Linked DNA regions of Gossypium hirsutum: region 2 is linked to region 1. A link is a contact called in public Hi-C data. All regions are on one chromosome and are shown on one strand. The core of a region is the stretch at or near the end of the contact, and the rest is flanking DNA. Distances in the headings are between cores, read along the strand shown.

Evidence for each region. Hi-C and Micro-C count contacts between places; a contact is called where the count stands out from the background.
Region 2: a Hi-C map of leaf shows a contact between it and region 1, with 1.7 times the contacts expected there. The contact joins the promoter of LOC107913285 here to the promoter of LOC107913280 in region 1. A contact is called at or near these places in 2 of 34 Hi-C or Micro-C datasets (hypocotyl and leaf).

What each region holds. Positions count from the first base shown.
Region 1 is chrD11:28,242,753-28,249,035 of Gossypium_hirsutum_v2.1, reverse strand. LOC107913280 (formin-like protein 6) reads right to left here and starts at 2,366. Exons shown (of 4, transcript XM_016841821.2): 1 at 591-2,366; 2 at 293-495; 3 at 1-11. The coding sequence starts at 2,122.
Region 2 is chrD11:28,397,399-28,404,230 of Gossypium_hirsutum_v2.1, reverse strand. It overlaps LOC107913285 (60S ribosomal protein L26-1), which reads left to right and starts at 1,670. Exons shown (of 1, transcript XM_016841827.2): 1 at 1,670-2,399. The coding sequence starts at 1,785. The coding sequence ends at 2,225. It overlaps LOC107913284 (mitochondrial outer membrane protein porin 2), which reads right to left and starts at 5,281. Exons shown (of 6, transcript XM_016841826.2): 1 at 5,088-5,281; 2 at 4,893-4,960; 3 at 4,084-4,194; 4 at 3,917-4,003; 5 at 3,613-3,821; 6 at 2,928-3,516. The coding sequence starts at 5,136. The coding sequence ends at 3,210.

The sequences.
Region 1 (6,283 bases), core at 1,117-3,616:
TTCCGGGTTACCTGTTTAAGCAAAACAAAATAACATGTGAAAGTGAAGTGAAGTTCAATATTTAAGTAGAAGATTATCGGCAAATTGAAGCCCATAATCAGCATCTCGAAGAAGCTTTTCATCATGTTTCTTGATCAATATATCTACATGTGCATCGTAATTAGTTATGAGTTATGCTTTACGGCTTATATGATCCTTTAGCTATGATAGCTTTAAGCATGAACAAGCGGCCAATTGCTGTGTTTTAAGAACAAATGATAGAAAATAGAAAAGAATGATAGTCATGACATACCATCCAAAAGAGCTTCTGACACTTCATCTCTTGTTACATTCAGTGCTCTCAACAGTATGGCAATGTTCTGTGACTTCTTTGGATCCAAAACTCTGTTTTCCTGTTTAACAGGAGGCAGAACTGATCTTCTAATAGGTTCTTTTGGTGGTGCTGCTGTAGTTGAATTGCAGCCAAATAGAGTCTCCATCATGTCCTCATTCAATCTGTAAACAAGCAAACAAAAAATAAATGAAAGTTTTCCCAGATTGTACTTGAAACGTAATCTACACTCATAAAATGTACAAGTTTTATAACTTACTGAAATGAGTTTGATTTTATCTGGTCCCACACTGTAGCTCTCTCCGAGGTTGCTCGTACTTTGTCCCAGTGCAAAGGCTTCAACTTGGGTTTTGCACTATCCATGTCATCCCCGTCTGTCTTCTCTGAAGAACTGACACCTTTGTAACCAACCACCTCTTCCATGGACTTTCTAGCCCCACTCACTGCACTGTTTTTGGGACTTGGGGTCCGAGATTCATGCTTGTTCAACAGTTGGGAAGGTTTTGGAGTCACATTGGTCTTCAAATTCCTTACTGACCTGGGTATTGACAGTTTTACGGCTGCTGGTGGCGGCATAGGGGGTGGTGGCGGTGGCGGAGGTGGAACAGGAACTTTTGTCCTTTGTGGGGATGAATTGTTGCTAATTGATCGAAGTAGCGCCATATTTGGAGGTGGAGGAGGGGAGGAGAATTTTGGCCTTTTTGCGTGGGTAAATTCCTGAGTCTCATGCGGCTCCGGTACTAGACCTTGTGGCTGTTGAAGGGGTAGCGATGGTGGCGACGGAGGATGTGGAGAAGGCGGCTGCTGCTGTTGCTGCTTTATTGAAGGTATAATAACATGCTTCATTTCCGGCGAAGAAGCTAAAATCCTTGTTTTGGGAGAAGTTCTTTTAGAACAAGGAACAGAATTTGTTTTCCCATTCATTTCATTCCTCGACTGAGTCACCAAATTGCCATTAACCCGACGCGAAACCGGAGTATAATAGCTTTCTTCATTGCTGATCGTTGAGCCCTGAGGGGTATAAAAAGCCGTCCCCTGAGACTCTTCATCTGAAGAAGACGAAGATGGAGATGGCATTGCCGTCGGTGAATTCTCAAGTCCTAGAGGTTTAGCCAATGGAGGCAATGGCTGCAATTCGGGGCTCGGCCTATATCGATCCGACCTCCTCACTGAATTCAACTTACCATAAGGCGAACCATTAGCTCCACCATTCACTTCACCCACCGATCTCCTGCTGGGCTCCACGGTTCCAATGTAAAGAAAGCTGGAGGGTGGAACCCTAGAGTCTTCTTGCGACCTATCGGAGTTCCCTCCAACAAGCCTCTTTCGCGTTTCCCCAGGGTGTTTAGCGACCCGGTGACGGTACAAAAAGAAAGCAAGCCCCGATAACATTCCCAAAGTGACAATCCCAACAGAGATGGCAATTGCAACCTTTTTAGCTGGTTTGGCAGGTTGGGTTGCAGTTGGGATTGACATCGAGCCATTAGTAGGCGCAGATGGTGCGGTAGGCTGTTGATTCTGATCTGCGGTCTGCCCTGGTCCTGAAGGAACTTCAGGGAAGAATGGCTGACTTGGGTCTGGATAAACAGGACTATCTGGAGCCGGCGGAGACGGTGACGGTAAAAAAGTGTCAGCGCCTGGAGGCGGAGATGAACCAACCGAAAACAACGGTTGGTGTAGAATTCTTCTATGAAAAATGATAAAATCTTGAATTACAGAAGAAGAAGATGACAAGAACAATGAAAGCAAGAAGAAAAAGAAGGTGAAATGTGGATGAGATCTCAATCTCATTGTGAAAATTTCAGGGTCGAAGATTCATCTCTGAAGGGGGGAAAGAAAGGACTTTGTTTCCCTAACTGTTGGACCCTTTAGCCAAAAATGCATAACACAGCAAACTAAAAGGAGGAAAATTATACTAAAAATATGACTACTGCTGTTTTAGACTGCGGGGGAAGCTTCTTTTTGCCGCTAGATTTGGATGCTACATGAGATCGTCTATAGCCGCATCTTTTCTTTTCTTTTTAATTAATTATTTGGACTGTATTGGAATGACACCTGCTATTTTAGAGGAATAGCAAATCAACTGTGGTAATCGGGGGCTGTTTTCCAGATAAATGGACGATTATGCCCCTATAAATGGTAGGAATTAAAGGACCACGTTTATGTCCTTTTCTGTCCGATTATTTTATGGAATTGTTTCTTCTTTTGTCGTGACCCAGATATATATGCCCACATATTTCATTAATTTATTATCTCTTTTTGCCCTCTTTACTGTGAATCGATAAAAATCACGGTTCAACTATGAACTGTCGACTGAAAAAATTGTTAACATGAGCCGAACCGGACAAATGCCCACCTAAATGTCTCAGTTTTCTACTGGTTTTTTACCTAAATAATATAAAAAAAATATCAAAACGGTATGTTGCAACAATTATGTACCAAAATAATACATTTAGATGGGTAGAGCATGGTGTATAGACAGCATCACCCTCATTCTGACACAATACAATTAAAAAATAATAATAATATTTTAGTAGTGGTGTCAAAGGGATATGCGGCACCACTTTTCCTTTCTGGTATATACGGGTACAAAAATATGAAGGGGGCGTGGTTCCTATTTGATAGATGGCACCAGCGACCCCTATCTGATAGGCGGCATTGGTTGTGCCTATCTGATAGGCGGCACTGGTGGTGTCTATTTGATAGGCGGCACACCCAATATATTCCCCCCCATTCCCTCATCCGGCTCGTATCAGTTTAAAAAAAAATAGCAGAACAAGAGAGGGAGAAGAGAAGAAAGAAAGAAAAGAGAAAAAAAATGTATTATTATTTTTATTGTTATTTTCAAATATAATATATTATGATAATAAAAAATTATTTTGTTAGTATTATATAGTTTGTTTAGTGTTATTTTCATGTTTTGTTTTAAAGTTATTTTGTTTATTGTGATTTGTTAGTAAGTTTTGTGTTTAGATTATTGAGAATGCTATGTTGTAAAATTTTTTAATATATTTGGAAGTTTAACTATTATAAAGTAATTGTTAGTTAGTGATAACAACAGAAAAGAATAGATAAATACTGAAAATATTTTTGTCATAGATATTGTTAGAAATGACAATAAATTTGAAATTGTTAGAAATTAACTCTTTTCATTCATTAAATTTTTTATGTAAGTATTTTTATGTTGTTCGAAATTGTTTTGAGAATTTTTGTTTATTTTTTAACAGATTGAGTATTGAAGATGGTTAATCTATTTTTCGTATGCGTTTATTTCGATGGAATCAACTTGACAACAACTGTTGGATGTATATTTAAATGTTGGCAACAAATAGCAATGAGATTTAATAAAAATGTCTCGTTCAATGATATGAAGGAAATGATTAGCACAAAAATTGTTAGACGTTGTAGGAGAAGGATCTCGAAACATTTCTACAAGTTTCCAGTTTCGACAGATCCTATCAAATTCACCGAAATGGAACTTGTATACAATGAAGACGTGCAGACAATAATCGCTCTTTATTGTGGTAATCGGAGTGACCAAAATGCACTGATTCACTTATTTCCTGAGTTAGCATATGGTGAAGAACATGGAGCTCAAGAACCGTGCATGGTGGCTCCAATATCATACATTGTTAGTGAATCGATAATACGCTGGATCGATATTGATCTTAATGTTGCAGCCAATATTGATGTGGTTGGTGATGATGGATACGATAGTAGTGATCCTTGTGATCAAGAGGTCGATAGTGATAGTGATTCCAATGTGGACGAGGTCCCCGATGATATTGACTACGAAGACATGAATGACAATGGAAACATTAACGCGTTTTCACTCGAGAACCAGATTCGACGTATTGTGATATACAATAATCCTGAACCACACATGTTGCTCATAAACCCCGAAGCAACGCACGTAACCGAGTTCCTAGAGTACCCTGAAATACTACCTGCTCATCGGCTGGCCGTAAATTCTGATTTTGAGGAGTTGTTCGTAGGCTAGAGATTCAAAAGTAAGGAAGAGTGCGTATTTGCTATTAAGCGGTATAGCATGAATATATCAGTGAACTACAAAGTCACAGTGTCTAAATCAACATATATATTAGGGAGTGTTGGAAGTCGGTGGAAGGTTGTAATTGGCGGGTACGATCTACATTTATTCAAAATTCGCAGATGTGGGAGAAACGAAAATTTGTTGGGCCTCACACATGCACATCAACACGTATGACAAAAGATCATCGAAAACTTGATTCCAAAACTATTTGCACGTGTATCATGCCAATGGTGAAGGACATACCGACCATTAAAATTTCGGTACTGATTGTCAAAATGCAGGCACGATTCCAGTATCGAGTATCATACCGAAAGGCATGGATAGCTAAACAGATGACAATGGAGCAATTGTACGGGGATTTCGATGCGTCGTATAATGAGTTATAAGGATGGATAACTGCTACAGCAATTGTTGAAAACACGATATCTTCCAATTTCATTTGCCTTCTCGACTAAATTCTATAGGTTGGCTACCTTGATACCAAGAATGGGTTAGCAACAAGTTAACCAGATAGAGGCGGGACACGTGTTTGTCGAAGATGTCAAGGATGTAATGGTTGTAAATCATCAGATGGTGAGGTCGATGAATGTAGAAGTATATTCACGACGTCTTGAAACGTTTCGAGTTACGGAGACCATCAGTCGTCGACTCGGTATACCACCTAGGTCCTATAGAGTTGATCTCTGAAACAGATGGTGCGATTGTAGGAGGTTCTAAACACTTCATTGTCCATGTACGAATGTCATGGCAACATGTGCTAAAGTCTCGCTCAATGTTGAACAATTTGTAAATGATGTATACACACTCGAGCGTACGTTGCATGTCTGGGAGAATGAGTTCCCCGTCCTACCTGACCTATCTACGTCAGAGGTGCCTCCGATGACTTTTGAGCTTGTCTCAGACAAAAGGGTTGCGTAGGAATCCGAAAGGCCGCCCGCAATCATCCAAAATTCATAATGAAATGGACATTAAGGAGAAATCCGACGGTAAGTGTTGTGGATTATGCAGATTAGCTGATCAAAATCAGAGCAAATTCCTGCAGCGAAACTACCATGTTAGACAATCGTCACGATCGGGTAGGAATTGAGCTTATGTACTCCAATCTACCTAATTAATATTACAAAATTTATTCCAACTTTTAATGTTGTAATGTATTTAATTTATATAATAAAATTTATATTACAAAGTTTGTTACAAGTTTTAGTGTTTTAATGTTGTAATGTTGCAATTAATCTAATTTATGACCACAAAGTTTGTTCCAAGTTTTGATGTTGTAATTAATATAATTAAATAAATACAAAGGTTGTTTTTTTTATTTATATTTTTTAGAATAAAAAAGTACAAATTTTGTAATATTTAAATTGTAAGAAACCCCTAAAATTGATGGTTTGATAGTGTGGTCCTAGGGTTATATTTCTGCGAGGGTATATGTTTACGTTGTGGGTGATTGCAGCGCTCAACATCCTCTTTAGTCGCAGGTAGGGGTGTGCGAAACATGGAAGAAAAATCATATGCCCTAAACGCCGTCGATGAACTTGAGCCGGAAGGAGTGTCATATTACGGTGGATACGACCCAGGAGGAGTGAAGTACTATAGTGGATACGGGCCGAGAGGAGTGCTATACTGCGGTGGATACGACCTAAAGATATCAAACCCAGAATGATATACGTGTCCTGATGAGCTCGGTAAATAGTCATTGACCCGCAACTCTAGATGATAAGAACTATTAGGCTAATGTGTATGCGATCGCTCGAGCTCGGGATCCGGCTGTAGCTAGAGCTCGGGCTTGGGCTCGGCCTCTATATTAGGCACTAGCTTGTATGCCCTAAGTCGATGCATGTGCGGGGGGACTATAGTCGACTGCCTACCAAGTAAATATGGTTTTCCCGTACTAAAGTACC
Region 2 (6,832 bases), core at 421-2,920, 160 kb before region 1:
GATCAAGAATAACAAAAAGGTATTCAGTTGTCACAAAAGTGGTTTATTATTTCCGTGGGGCCCTTAAACATATCAACCATCGGTGTTTCAAGATACTATATGATCTAAGGTGAAGACGTGCAGTGCCTAAAGAAGAGCCCACTCCGATGGCACATCAGCTGTGAAGAAGTATAAACGAATGTGGGTAAAAAAGGAGACTAGATATATACAGGTTTTATATTGTTCTCAAAACTCTACCATTAATGGAGTTTGGTATTTTGATAGTGGTTGCTTTCAACATATGACGGTATCAATTATACTTGTCTAACTTTGTGAATTGTCTTGCTGGAAAGGTGACATTTTGAGATGGGAAGAAAATTCATATACTGGAAAAGGGAACCTTAAATGTCCTTGGGATGCCTCAATTGAAGAATCGATAGTTGGTGAATGATCTTAAAGCCAACTTGGTCAATATAAGTCAAATGTGTGACCAAGGTCTGCTTGTCAACTTTAAAAAAGACAAGTGTATTGTCACCACCACATCTGATGAGAAGATTATGGAATGAGCCCGCACCTTTGATAATCACTATAGGGTGATTCAATCTATCTTGTGTGATAGTGATGTTGTGTCTAACTTGAAACTATGGCACGAGAAAGTTGATCATATCCACTTTGAATTATGAAGTAGTTCGAGAAACTCCAAAATTAACTAGAACCTTTGTCAACCACATACCTATATTTGGTATACCTTTATTTTCTCATTTTGTAGCTAGTATAAAAAAGATATTAACAAAATAACACATATTTTCTGATGATTTTTTTTTTGGCTAGTTTTGGAAAGGGGAGGAAAGGATTGTACAAATCTAAGCTTTAAATTAATGCTAGTTTTAAACTTATTTCAACTCAAAGGTCAATACATTTGTCATATTAAATCATCTATAATAAAAATTACATAATATTTTTTAATTTAAAATATTAAAAATAATAAGTAAATAAGACATATATTCTTTTACCATTTCAAGACTATATTATCATTTAAAATCTTTAAGTTTACTTAACGTCTACTTTTTCATTCTCATTTATCCCAAAAAAAAAAACTTTCATTGAAACATAAACCATCAATTACTCTCAATATAATATTTCTTTTAGATTTATAATGCGTATTATTTGATAATATATTTTATTTCAAATATTTCTTATGTATATTTAATTATATATTATTATATTTTTGTATATTTTACGTTCGTTCTATTATTTATGCTCGAGATTTAATATTGTCTCCTCTAATAATATTGTTTATAAAGTTTAAACTTACGTTCTCCATTTAAGAATGCAATATGTCTTATCAATTATCACTATACAAAATACTTGTTGATAGATTACATATGATGTTTAATTTTAAGTAATATATTCAAAAAATTAATTTACTTTAATACTTAAAATTTCCAACATCTATCAAATGGAACCTAAGCTAATAAATTATTAGTTTTTTTAATATATTCAAAAATAAATATCTAATAGCTTTGAATGAATTAATAAAATTTAAAAAAACCATAAATATATTAAATATCAAAACCGAAATTAGGTTTAAAAAATCTTAATCAGATAGGAGAGGGAAAAAGAAAATCCAAATCCAAGTTAGGCCACAACCCACAAAAAGGCCTAGAAAAATAGTCCTAAAGCCCAACAAATCCTAAATTTACCCTAGTTTCCACCATATATTCTCTCAATACCCTACTTCTCAAACTCTAGGTTGGCCGTCGCCGAGTCGAAGAGGATTCAAGCCCCTTTCCCCACAGCAAAAAATGAAGTACAACCCACGAGTCTCCTCCTCTCGCCGCAAGAGCCGCAAGGCCCATTTCACGGCACCCTCGTCGGTCCGCCGTGTGTTGATGAGCGCCCCACTCTCATCCGATTTGAGGTCCAAGTACAACGTCCGGTCCATGCCGGTGCGCAAGGACGACGAGGTCCAACTGGTTCGTGGGACTTACAAAGGCCGGGAAGGGAAAGTTGTTCAAGTCTACCGTCGCAAATGGGTAATCCACATCGAGCGCATCACCCGCGAGAAAGTTAATGGTTCGACCGTCAACGTTGGGATTAACCCATCCAAGGTTGTCATTACCAAGCTGAGGCTGGACAAGGACCGGAAGTCGTTGTTGGACCGTAAGGCTAAGGGACGGGCTGCTGCTGATAAGGATAAGGGTACTAAGTTCTCTGCCGAGGATATCATGCAGAGTGTCGATTAAGGTTGTCTTGTTTTTCATTGCTATGATATGCTTTGTTATGTTACAATTTACGGAGTTTGCAACTATTGGACATCATTTTTCATAGTATTTATCTTCATGTTATTGGATGAGGAATCTGGGATTTTGTAGACTTTGATAATGCTATTATATATTGCAATTTTTGTTTTCATTTTATTTTGGTTGCATGATTAAATTCGTAGGCATGGAACTTATAATGTTAAATACATGGAAATGGCTGTGCAAAGAATCTGCTACGTTTAAACATTGTCTGAAACTAATGCAATAAAGATTCTATTTTTGGTCTTCATTATGCTTTTGTATTGTTTATCAATCATTTTATTCAAAAACTACACCAAATTGAGTGGTTTCTTTGAAATGCTACATCACTACCTACCATCCATTCAATGGCTTGTGATATGGATATGCAGAGTTGAGCTGTTTCTCTTGAAAAGCATTGACATTCCATTGGGATAGGGATTCAAATGGTTCATTTGCATCCAAAACGACATTAGATTGGGTGTTCATTGATAATCCATTTGTCCATGAGATTGGGATGATACCACTTGAAGAAAAGCCGAGCTTGAAACTCGAAATCCACCATTTCTTTTGGTCGAGGCAGTAGCCGGTAAGCTTAAGGGGACTGTGTATGGAGGAACTTGGAAGGCAACTGGAACAAATAAGCTTTTGTAGATCACTCAAAGGTAACAAATCAAGGCAGTTATAAAGCATTTACCAAATCAAAGAAATACTCAATACAAGGAGGCATAAATGTGCCAATGTCAAAATGGCTCAAATCGGATCAAAACTTCAACATGTGAATCATTGAAAGCCAAAAGTATCAATCATCCATCCACAGGAAATGCGAACCTAGAAATGAATATTAATCGTCTGTGGAGCAACTTATTGACACCCCCATTTTAAATCACCACAAAAAAAAAATCGTAATCAAATCTGTAAAAGCATCATTGGGTTGCAAATAATTGATTAGGGTTTCAGAGCAAAGGCCAATCCTAAGCGAGGACTTTTGTCCAAGGACTTGGTGTCAAGCTCACCAGAGACTGTCAACAATGACTTCGGTATGACTTCATGCTGCAGCAATGCTCCAAGCCTCCCATGATTGTTGAGCTTAGCTTTAATCAGTGTGAGATGATCAACAGCGTAAGCCCCTCCAACAGTGAACGTGTTCTCATTTGTTGAAAACTTTCTGCGGATCTCGCCCACGGCAGCGCTCTTCTTCAGGTTGTCCAGATAATGCACATAAGATGCTTTTATGCTGTCTCCCTTGTCTCCTCTGGATGTAAAAAAAAAAAGAGGAAGGAATTAGTGCCAAAAGATTAGAAAGTGCTTACTTTCTATTCGATTCATGGTTTAGTTTATAAAAGCTTACAGAATTATGGAAGCGCATGAATCTGGTTTTGTCACACTAATACCAGCAGTGTACTTTGTAAAATTGCCTTTGGTAGGATCATAACCTGCCTCTGCTCCAAAAGCAATAGAGGGTGTACCAATTGTTGCTGTGGCATCAACAACTGGCGTCTTGTACAGAGCAATAGTTGTTGTGAAGGTTGCATGGTGATGAAAATACTGAACCTCCAGCTGCAAAATAGATAGCAGATAGAAACTTCCAATTTTCAAACATCAAAACTCATTATCCTGAGAAACATTTCTGCTTATAAGAGGTAACTTCCTACCTTGCCAGCGTTATAATCAGGCACTTTGAATGACGCAATAGTCTTAGTGGAGGGAAGAATATCAGTGAATGTCATCGTCGTCGAGATCTGTCCAAACAATGTAAAAATTGTGAGATTCTCGGCTGAACTAGGCAAATAGTTTACAGACCAAGGACGTAAGAACCTACATTAGAGTCGGTATCGACTTTGACATCAAATTGAGTGTTCTTGTACTTGTATAGTGCAGCAACATCCCCAGTAGAAAGTCCTCCTTTCTTTAGAGAAGTTGATGTGATGGCCTGAATTGAAGGAAAAAGGAAATTAGCCAATAAATACCAGTGGAATGTTTTGGTTTAAGAGAATCTCGATATCCTCTAATGGTTTCATCAAAGTCAGAACACGAGGATCCAAGTTAACTAAAATACATTAAGGTTCAGCAGATACATCAAGCAGCTCATAAAAAAAAAAAAACCTAGAGAAGTAGAAAAGCATAGCACAAGATTAAACGGCCTCTTAGTTCCTTTCAAAGCATAACAACTGGTCAGACATAACATCAATTTCACCCAACAATACCTTGAGATCAAATACAAAATGTGCATAAATTCAGAGCAACAACCAGTATCAAATCTTGGAATTCAAAGATAATGCTGGTCCATGAGAAATTCGGGGAAATCACCTCAAAGACAAATATTTCTTTTAAATGGGTAAAAAAACCAAACAGGAGGAAAAAACAAGAACCTTAAACTTCTCAAATGCCTCTACATTTTCTCATTTCCTTTTCAATATTTAAAGCAATTTAAACAAGTGAGACAGAAATCTGCTAAAAACCACAATTTTTTTTTAATATTTGCATTCATCTGAGCACCTTATTCAATCGACAGCAAAATTCAGTTGATAAAAGATCTAAGCAAGCAAAGCGGCATATCATCCAAGAATAACCTATCCAGACTATATAATCATTGTTTAAATTCAAATAAAAGAAATGACGTTGGCATACCACTCCAGCGCCAGTATAAGTGGAAACCGTGAACTTCTGATCCGACGTATAATCTTTGGTCAAGAGATCTAAGCATTCAAAAGGAGAAGAGAGAAAAGATAAACCGATATAAGTAAACGCAAAAGGAGAAATTCCAAAGTCGATAAAGAAAAAGATCGTAGGTGGAGAACGAAGAAGATAAGAGGATTTGGTTACCTTTGGCTCTCTTGCCGATATCGACGAACAGTCCCGGTCCCTTACTCATCACTGCCAAAGAAAAAGATCTCACAAATTGGGAGAGAAAGAATCAATTTTGGTTAAACAGAATCGCACTGGACAAACTTTTTTTGAAAAAAAAAAAGATTATGTGATTATTAGGTGCGAATGCGATCCTTTCAGGGTTGGCGTGTTGTCCACCGTTGATTTTATTGACTTTTGCAAAAAAAATATAATTATAATTATTAAAATAATCAAACAAATAAAACACATGATTAGATAAAATCCAATATAATATAAAGTAACACCCAAAGCTATACTTAAATAAAGTTGACAATTTCTTTAAATTTCTTATTTCATATTTGATAATATAATTTGTAATTACACACCATATTAGTCTAAAAAAGTAGTTGATAATACAGTTAAACATCATATGTAATTTTTTTAATTGTTTTAGTGCATATTTATTGGGTTATTTTCTCTTTAATATTCACATATGCTCATTATCATTATCTGTTAGTACTTAACCAAGTTTATTATCATTTGACTTTGAATATTCATAATTAATATTATTAATATTTTCTTCTTCTATTTACTCTTTGAAGTATAGATCATGATAGAGGGTTGCGCGAAGATTAAGATCGAGTTGTCAAGTCACGAGAAACTCCTACGAAAATGTTAGACGCTTGGATCTGAAACGAAACAGAAAATTAAATCTTAGCAGCAATAGATCTATAATGGAGCGCACAAAACAAGAAAGAATCAGCTAATAATTAGAACACGTATTAATATGGTTTCTTGGAAGAAACGAGATCTAAATTGCACGAACGACTCTCCAAGCCGAATCTGACAAGGAGAACCCAAAACAGCAAGTTAAACTCAACGGATCAAGAAACCCAAATCTGAATAGGAAAATAGAATACTTGGACGGCAAGAAATCTGGAAAAATATGATTGACGGACGTTTCTTGATGCCAAAGAATGTTATAAAGACAGATCTTGAAATTTGGGAATGGCTGAAACACAACAAGAACAATTAAATTAAGTTAACCCACAAATCAGCAAAAATAAAAACAATTAAAGAATGACAAACAGCAAGAAAGATGAATAAAGTCCTAAGAAGCCTTGAAATCGAGAAAGATTTCACAACTCCCTTCAAATGACTCTAATCTCCCCTCCAATGAAGAACAATGGCAAGAAGAAGGCTGAAGATGGCTCCCACAATCAAAAAGATTGTTAAAACTACTTCTAAAGAAAACTCAAGAGAAAACTCTTGGAGAACTCAAAGAGAATTTTCACTAAAAGCAAATTTGAAATTTTCTATGTAATTGTAATGTGTTCAATAAGGTGGCAGGCCATGCCTATTAATAGGCCTTCTATCTATTTCCTAATCTCATTAGGAAAACTTAAAAAAAAGACCTAATTAATAAATTAAGAGGAAATTCGGCCAAGGCATTTTAATGGGCTGCTTGGGCCGAATTTTTACATATAATAATCCTAAAGTCAAAAAATTAAACTTAGATATTTAAACAATTAAAATTTTTACAAATTGGGCCACTTTAACAATTTGGTCTGATTTTCAACTAAGTATGGTTTGACTTCTTGGTTGGGCTTGGAATCATCTTATTGGGCCTTACCTTCAAGAACTTGGGCTTGTAGTTCATCTCCTACCGAAATTGGTTCGTTGATGCTCGTAACGGAGATCCAATGCACTTTGGCTGCAAGATTCGGTTTCTTGGACCAAGA